2 separate regions of the Hordeum vulgare genome follow, and region 2 is linked to region 1. Evidence: chromatin contacts called from public Hi-C data. All regions are on one chromosome and are shown on one strand. Each heading gives the region's core, a stretch centred on a gene start, on an enhancer-like site or on the middle of the called end of the contact. The rest is flanking DNA. Distances are from core to core; before and after follow the strand shown.

Region 1 (4,683 bases), core at 1,066-3,565:
TACCCCATCCAACCGCGGCGGCGACGCCGCTCGCGCCACCCCATTTCGCATACTTGAGCGCCCGCTCGCAACTCCACCTACCCCATCCAACCGCGGCGGCGACGCCGCTCGCGCCACCCCATTTCTTTCGACGACCGTTCCGGCGCTTCCCCGACCTATCCCCGCGCCGCCGCTGCTTCCTCCTCTCTCTCTAGTCACCGCCGCCCCTTGCGCACGGCAGTAGTCCGGCGAACAGCGCCGGCCGTCCATTGCCGCTTGACGCCCGCAAGGTGTTCAACAAAACATCGGTAATGTATATATTGGATTCAACTACACTTTTTTACATGAATTTAATGCATGTTGTTTGTAGTTTTTATAGCTTAGTTTAAATTAAACATTGTAGGTGAGTTCCTCAAATGATTCTTCGAAAAAAGAATTTGATATGAAAGAGGAGGAGGATCTTGCAATGATTTTAGCTATGTACATCAATAAAAGACTCAAGCACAGTGGTTTGGTTATGAGTCGGCAGAGAATTTGAAAGGATATGATCGATTTTTGTTGATTTATTTTGTTTGTGTTTGATCTTTTTTCTTATGTTTTAAGCGCATATGTTGAACTTAAACGCATATGTTATTCAACGATATCGCACTGCATTTTAACGCGTTTGCTGAAGCTATGCGCGCTGCATTTTACAACGGTCGCCGCCTTTCCCGCATCAAAAAGGGCCCGCCGCACGTTCGACGGGTGTTTGGAGATGCTCTCAAGCCACTTCTCTGTGATAAGACCAAATTCGTCCGCTGTCACAGGAAGCTTGGGGTTCCATGGTTGATTCTGGAACTTGCAGGTCCTTTTATTGATTATTAGCATGCATAAGGACAACACACACATGTATGATGCATAGTCTACAGTTTGCTTTAGAGAACAACAAACACTCCAGATGTATACATGTCCGTGATTGATCGTCTACATGAGGAGGCCCCTGGCGATGCGGCCATCAGCGCCCTGGGGAAAGAACCCGCCGGCCTGGGCGGGGCTTCCGGTGCCGTACACGATGCCGAGGATCTCCTCGGGCGTGCGATCGTAAGCGAGTGAGAAGCGGTCGCCGGCGATGATGTTCCCCACGGTCTGCCCCTCGGGCCCCTGACCAGGCGCCACCACTAGCCCTTCGTCCTTCACTCCCCTCCTCCCCAGCTCGTTCCGCAGCTCGGAGATGTGCGCGGTCACCTCCGCCACACCAACACCATAGCTCGCCACCCGCGACAGTCCGCGCTCGTACAACAGAGCCCGGATCACAGCGTCCTGTGCCGATTCCACGCCCAGCAGTCCCGCCACCAGCTGCGTGCAATCAATCACAGAAGTACTACTATCAGTTACTGTACTAATTACTATCACGTACATGTAATTAACGGGAATATCAGTACGCATGCACGCATTTTGTGTGTGCAATCAATACGGCTATGGGGTAAGTAGTGGTAGGGTGATCACGCTTATGGCGTAGCTTAGGTACGTACCCTTCTGGCCTGAGGAGTGAGGAGGTGGGGGTTCGCGCCGACGTAGCCAGTAAGGCCGACGTAGGGGATGATGTAGGAAGCGATGAGGAAGTTGAGGCTGTTCTCGTATGGGTTGAAGGGCGGGTCCAGCGTCGTGTTCATCGCCTGCTCCACGATCTTGCCGATGTTGGTCGCGCTGATGTCCAGCTGCGGCCGCGGGAATCCCCTCACGGTCTGCTTGATCGCCCTGCACATACACACGCACGCACTGTCCATAAACGATATGCCACTTCTGTGCCACTAATAGTTCTTGGTCGGGAGAGAGTACGAGTGGCCGAATTGTGAGCTTAATAGCGTACGTACCTGAGGTGGCCAACTTCTTGGTAGCAGAACTGTGTGGCGACGTCTCGGACGAAGGGAGTGAGGGCGGCGGTCTGGCCACCGATTGGGGGCGGACCGCCGCTGGTGAGGTTGACGTCGATGCCATCCAGGCCGTAGCCCAGCGCCGACCAGCAGAAGAACTCCGCCTCCAGGTACTCGAGGTTCAGCGGGAACTCCAGCAGGTCCACGTCCGATTGTGGCAGCATCGTGCCGCCGCCGCCGCCGAAGAACCCACGGTACCGTGCCCACTCGTTGTCCATGTCCTGCGCCCGGCAGACGCCGACGCAGAGAGCAACCGCCACCAAGGCGACCACGACGACGGTGGCCGGCGGACCCATGGCAATACTAGTTGCAGCTCGTATAGTATGATCCCGAGTTGGGAGTTGGGACTTGTTCCCACACGCCAAGGATGGTAGGATCACTGATCTGCAGGTTTGGGGGACTCGACTTCTGCGTGTTCTCGTCCTCGGGATCAGCGAATGTAATATAGGCGGTGCGGCACATGCGGAAGGGGTGAAACGTGGATCATGACGTGGACGGGAACGGGAAGAGGAGTGGGGGTGGCGTGCCAAGGGTGTGGCGTCCGGGGGAGCTACGTGTGGCGTTGTTTAAACGGCCGGTCGCTGTTTCCTTTGTCTTGGAGGAAATTTGAGTGGGTCGACCATTACTCCATTGTGTGACGTTTTCTGTGCACTTGTCTTGCGAGTTTTCTAGTTTTGGACCTTACCTTGGGCTCTTGAAGTACACACTATGGTGGCGCAAATTACACAAGTTCCCGTACACGAAATGGGACATGCGATGTGCGCTCAGAAAGAAAGGTAGGAAGGGCGAAGAAACAAGGTCTCACATGTGCTTGCAAGGCATTATAAAACAGTGCTTGCAAGGGAAATATTAGCTTGATGCACCCTTTTTTTTAAGTTAGCAACGTGTTTATAATTTTAGAAACATGTCTTGTCCCCTAAGTCCTAAGTAAGCTCCTAGTCCTGCAAGCATGGCTCAACACCATCCAACACCACTGCCCTAAGACCAATGAAAAAATAGCGTGTTATACAAAATAGCATCCCTTCTAAAAATATGTTATTAGTGTGCTATAGCACGCTATAACGTGTTATTAGCGAGACATTATACATTGATCAATTTAGCGAGCCAATTCTGTATACGCTATAGGATGCTATTAGTGATGGTATAGCGCTATTTTTTTCAGTGCCTAAGACACACACATATTTCCACATTCTGTATTTCAACAAAACCATCCATCAGTTTCATCACTTAACCTCTTCTCGTCCCACCAACGGCAGCCGTAGTGTTCATCTGATCGCAATCTCATCAATCGTAGGATGATGCACTTGGTGCGAGGTGGCCAACAACTATGAACGCCCTTGAAGGCGTGGCCATCGGAATGGACACCACCAAATGCACATCGACGGCAACGCCCTCGCATGCACGTGAGGTGTGGCTTCTTCAAAACACATTTATCTACCAATCTCCTCCTTTACAGTCTATGCAACCGAACTTTTTGTTTTAAGCATATGCTCATATTTATTATCCAATCCTCCATTTGTGCTTCCTTTTCTCTGCAACATAACCATTTCTTGTTCCTTCATTCAATCGTTCACAAAAAGTTTGACCTAGTGGCGGAAATTATGCATAGTTCTCTAACCGGATGGTGGTTGCATTGAACATTATATAATTGCAATTAACATTAAGCTATGAATATAATTGGCAACTACATGAATACTTAATTAGGACCTTCTACGGAAATTTTAAGATTCTTAGTTATGATATATGATTATAGAAAAATAAGCTTTTTCGCATCATAAATGTCTATGGTCAATAGTGCAATAGTGGCATACTCTGATTATTTAAAATTTTAGATACATTTTTGCTTCCCTAATCTTGAATTTATTTATTTTTGAAATATGAATTTTAAATTCTAACTTGTGCTGAAAGAGATAAATATTATGTTTGGCTCTGGGAAATATGTGCCAACCATTTTTGTTAGCTCCCTAAATTTGAAGACAGGGCCAACAATATATCTTACTCTACTTTATTTCTTAATCTAAAGACCAAATGGTAAAACAACTCCTTTCATATAAACATATTGCAATGTAATCTACAAAGACAAGAAATCATGCAAATAAGATGGATGTGTTGTCCTGCGCGTATGTATGTTGTCCATGATTTGTATTTTTTAGGGAAACTATAAAACATTATTCATCAACTAGTTCCAACGGGATGATTACGTTATCATGCGGCTCAATTAGCCAGACATGTGTACATATGTCAAGATATAGTGAATGCTTGGCTAGACTATCGGCTTGGTGATTCCTAGACCTATTCTCATGAAGGAAATTGCACTCCTCGAAGAGTTGTGGATGTAGTCTGACCTCCCTTATGATAGGGCCATGAGCACCTTCCGTATTTGCCTTCAGATCATCAACCACCCCAAGACAATCAGAAGAAACCAAATTTCATTTGACGAAAAGATCATCTGCTAGGAAGGTCAATAGCTCCTGTGCGATGTTTTTTCTGCGAATTGGCTGCAAAGGGATATCGGGAGGGACCCATAGCTTATCCGCGTTGGCGTGGGACCTAGATGGAGGCGACATCTCTCTGTGCACACAAATAGCCAAGGCACGACATGGCACTTAAGCACAATCTCTGTTAGGATTAGGTGGAGTCGGGAGGGACCCACAACTTATCCACGTCGGCATGGGGACCCAGATGAAGGCGACTACGGTTAAACAGATTTTCCCTGCGCGCGCATCCTTCCTCTTCTTCTTTTCTGGCGACGAAGCACGGCAACGACGGTGAGCTCCGATTCAGACAAGCA
Region 2 (4,683 bases), core at 918-3,417, 850 kb after region 1:
GTGTTCTTGGGAGCCTCCAATTAAGTCGTGAAGATTGCCCCAACCTTGTTTGTACGGGTTTGGTGACCACCTCAAGGGTCCCTTAGTTGAATCACAACATCTCGCATTGTGCGAGGGCGTGGGGAGATTACGGTGGCCCTAGTGGCTTCTTGGGGAGCATTATGCCTCCACACCGCTCCAAACGGATATTAGCATCCGCAAGGGTGTGAACTTTGGGATACATCGTCGTCTCTGCGTGCCTCGGTTATCTCTTACCCGAGCCCTATACTTATGCACTTTACTTTGTGATAGCCATATTATTTCTTGTTATATATCTTGCTATCACTTAGTTGTTTATCTTGCTTAGCATAAGTTATTGGTGCACATAAGTGAGTCTAGTTGTTTTAGGTTTTGTGCTTGACAAATTAAATGTTTGTTTTATTCCGTATTTGTTCAAGCCTAAACAGTAGTTACTTTAAATATCCTATTCACCCCCTATAGGCAACATCCACGTCCTTTTACCAGGCCCAAGCGATGCACATCGAGTGCGCATGGGTGGGGCCCTTGCACCAGAGGTGGCCGGAGGGATGCGAACTGTGTACGTACTTCTTCTTCTACCTCTACTAAGCTCATCCCTAATCTCCTTCTTCCTTCTCCCTTCTAATCTACACAACGGTGTTCCGGTTCGAGATAAGCCCTGCACAAAAAAGATGCACATTGATGTTATGGTTCCATTTTTACGATCAGTTTGTAGTTTCATCAACCGTAAATGCTCAATTTCATGTTCAGGTTTGGAGCTATTTTGGACGAATTTTGTCAAATTCCTCATGCATGGTAGACCATTTGAAATTTCCTTTGACCGACAACTTCATCTTGCAGTTCCATATGACATTCGTGTTGCAATTTTCCTATTTCGACGATCCTACTGTACCGACGCCGTCATTACGCGCACACCATATTTCTTCTCCTTTGTCCTATATGTCTGGGAGTCCTCCTATTCGTCCCTTTCGACGCTGGCACCGTTCCTCTTAACCTCATTGCCCACATCCTAGTACAATGGAGTCGTCTCTGGCGTCGATCATCTTGGTCTCCTCTCTCTCGTTCTACTGCACTGATGACGCTGCCATGAAGCGAGCACTACATTTCTTCTATCTGTCCATTGTCTCCATGCAGACTTTCTTTGCCACCGATGAGGTCGCTGGCGCATGACTCCGTGAACGCCGTGCGGGACATGGAGCCACAACCACTGTCCACCGCAGTCGCCATGGTCCGACATGCATTGCATTTCTCCTCCCACATCCTCTGCCTCGCGCGCTCCTTCGCATGGACTTTTTCCCCCGACGGCGACGCTAGCAAGTAGTTTGTCGGGTCGCGATAAGAACGCTCGTCCGAGACTCCGTGCTCGTCATGTCGGACACGACGTCACAGTCACCATCCACCGCAGTCGATATGGTCCGACACACATTGCATTTCTCCTTCCCCGTCTGTTGCCTCATCGCTCCTCCGCACGGAGTTTCTCTGCGGCGGCGACACAAGCAACTAGTTTGCCGCGGCGTTCGCAGGAACGCTAGCACGAGACTCCTTGCGCGTCATGTCGGATGCGGCGCCGCGGTCACCGTCCACCATAGTCACGAGGCACGGTGTAAATGTGTGTGTTAAGTGTAAGTGTTAGCTCTTAATCATATCTCACGTATACAACCAAATACCGTGTAGTAGTGTGACTTGAATCAATGCAGGCAACCAAACGCTATGTCAAAATTACTCATTTAATACGAAAGGTCTAAATGCAGACAACCAAACAATATACAGATGTTAGTTTTTCACATACATTTCGACAACCAGCCTCCGCTGAGCCAGGCTTCGTTGAGCTAGGCTGCACTAGAACGGCTGTCAAACTAGTAAGTTGCAGAGCGTGTGTGCGTGCATGGTGAGTGTATGTGTGCATGTGAGCATTATAATGTGTTTTGCAAAAATTAAAGGAATTTAAAAATTGGCGAGCGATTGTGAATTTATTAAGTTAAAAATACATTTCCCCTAAAAATAAGTTAAATACATTCAAATTGTTCTTTCCGCAAAAACTACTCGAAACCACCGGACGATTGCGAACGGCGATGCAAACCAGGCAGAGCGGTGAGCCGTCCGCCCGTCTGTTCTGTTCCAACGGTGGAGAGACGGGTCAAAAAGAGTGACGATTCTCCCTCACAGACACCTAGCTTCTCGACCCCCCACGCTGCCACGCAGAGCATCCAGACGTCCTCGCCCGGCGCGCGGCTCCCTCTTCCCCCCTTCCGCTCCGGTAGCCGGCGCCGACGAATCCATAGACAGTAGTAGCTGTAGAGTAGCAGCAAGAGCACTCTACAACTCCGTCCCACCAGAAAAAGGCGCACCAACCAGACTAGACACAAGAGGCATCGACGGTTCCACCTTCCGCCCGCCCGCCCCACCTGCCTGCTGATTTAGCTCCTCCACCAGAACGCGCCCCGAAAGTCAGAATTTTTTTGGCCCACGGTGGCGAGCAGTTAAGGAGGTGGTGTGGTGAGCCGTGGCCGTCAGGCCACGAGGCCGTCAATGGCCCAGTATATATACGCCACCACCGCCCGCTGCTGCTGCAGCTCCGCACGCGCCCACCGCGCGATCCCACTCCAGGCTCCCGCGCTAGCCCCCTCGTCGTCTCGATCGCCGCTCCGGTGGGGCTCGGCCATGGGCGCGAGCGATCGCCTGGCGGTGGCCGCCGCCAAGCCGCGGCACGCTGCGCCGTGCGCGGCGACCGTGCTGGGCGAGCCGCTGCCGGCGTCCGACGACCACGGCCTCGTCCACCCCAGCGCCGACTTCGCCGCCCAGGCCCTTGTCTCCTCTCCGCAGCAGGTCTCCATTCTTTTTCCACTTTCCATTTCGATTATGTTGATCCGCCCCCAGACGGGCGCCGTACGTTCGAAGTCCTTCCGTTTCGAGGCGCGTAGTATGCGGCTAGTTGTGTGATCCATCGCTACCCACTCACGGCATCAGATAAGGCAGATAGGGACTGACTGGACATAAGGAGAGTTAGGATTGGTGAATTCGGAGCGTGGGTTAATTCCCATTTTCCTAGGGTCTGTGAATTGACTACTGAGTACTGACTACCGAGTAGAACATTCCCTGACTCTGTAGTATTTGATTTGTGGCGGATATGATGACTGATCATGGTGTTTTTCTCAATGACTGGCAACCAGTACCGGGAGATGTATCAGCGGTCGATTGATGATCCTGCCGGGTTCTGGTCAGAAATAGCTGAAACATTCTACTGGAAGCAGAAGTGGAGCCCTGACGAAGTCTGTACTGAGAACCTTGATGTCACAAAGGGGCCGATCAAGATCGAAGTAAGCTTATGCCTAAGTGTGGTGTTTGCTCTCGATCCTGACTTGTTTGTGATGGGAGGACAGAGTGACGTTGAACGTCGTTGGTATTTTCGCAGTGGTTTAAAGGGGGCAAAACTAACATCTGCCACAATGCCGTGGACCGCTACGTGGAGGCCGGGGACGGTGCGAAGATTGCGATGTATTGGGAGGGGAATGAGCCTGATCAGGACGGGAAGCTCACATACTCAGAGCTCTTGGATAAGGTTTGCCAGGTAAATATGCTGTTATGGTGAAACAATTGCATGTAACATGTCCTGATGTATGCAGACATGGTTTAATTGTTTTGGGGTGCTTTCTTGCAGCTGGCCAATTATTTGAAGAGTGTCGGGGTTGAAAAAGGTGATGCTGTGGTGATCTACTTGCCGATGCTCATGGAGCTGCCTATTGCAATGCTTGCATGCGCCCGCATTGGTGCTGTTCACTCTGTAAGTTTTACCCCAGTTTGCACTTCCAGTTATTCTGATTTACCCTATGCATGTTGCCATGTTACGACGCTGGATTATATTCAGGTCGTGTTTGCTGGCTTCTCTGCCGATGCAATAGCCCAGAGGATCACTGACTGCAAGCCTAAGGTTGTGATTACATGCAATGCTGTGAAGAGGGGGCTGAAACTCATCCCTCTCAAAGATATAGTAGATGCGTCTCTGGTTGAAAGTTCAAAAAATGGTGTCACAGTAGGTATGACCACCAGCTATTTTATTCTTTCCAGGCAGTCTAACTTGCTACCTTCTCGATACATGTTATTTTTGCATTGTTTTCACCTACATATGTCCACACTGTACATACAAAGGTTTACCGTGATACCAAATGTTTATCCGAAAATGTATACATAGATGCAATTTGAATTCCATTTTTTTAATCCGAAAAGATCTGGTACATGTGCAATGTTGAATGTAGTGTGCCTGCAAACTATGGTACAAAAATATGTCCATTTCTTTCCTACAATAAAAACACGTAATTGTGTACTTTATAGTACCTATTTTAGACTCTAAAACTTTCTGCAGCACGCAAAGAGTCACTTTTTTGCCCAACATCTCACATTGAACATTTGCAAACAAAAAATTGGATTTCGAAAACTCGAAGTGTGACTGAAAATAAAATGAAATTGTCATATGTGTGCGTGCCCAGGTGCAGGGCAAAAGCACTCACTTGTATCCCTCAGATACTTTGGTGGTTGCCACTTTTTCACATCTTTTTGGCTTAGCCTCTTAGATTAGGGTATATTAAAACATTAAGTCTTGCTGTTCTTCATTGATGCCTTATGCACTGTCTGAACTCGAAAGTGCCAGTATACTCTTGATGATGGATA

Evidence for each region. A called contact is a pair of places that touch in the nucleus more often than the background predicts.
Region 2: a contact with region 1 is called in a Hi-C map of seedling, with 2.4 times the contacts expected there. The contact joins the promoter of LOC123426617 here to the promoter of LOC123430237 in region 1. A contact is called at or near these places in 2 of 6 Hi-C or Micro-C datasets (leaf and seedling) and 1 of 1 datasets of contacts at active chromatin or transcription factors (embryo).

Annotation. Positions count from the first base shown.
Region 1 is chr2H:452,654,230-452,658,912 of MorexV3_pseudomolecules_assembly, forward strand. LOC123430237 (desiccation-related protein PCC13-62-like) reads right to left here and starts at 2,316. Exons shown (of 3, transcript XM_045114117.1): 1 at 1,833-2,316; 2 at 1,491-1,716; 3 at 805-1,314. The coding sequence starts at 2,188. The coding sequence ends at 943.
Region 2 is chr2H:453,504,955-453,509,637 of MorexV3_pseudomolecules_assembly, forward strand. It overlaps LOC123426617 (acetyl-coenzyme A synthetase, chloroplastic/glyoxysomal-like), which reads left to right and starts at 2,168. Exons shown (of 18, transcript XM_045110480.1): 1 at 2,168-2,844; 2 at 3,189-3,335; 3 at 3,431-3,586; 4 at 3,677-3,799; 5 at 3,884-4,052. The coding sequence starts at 2,548.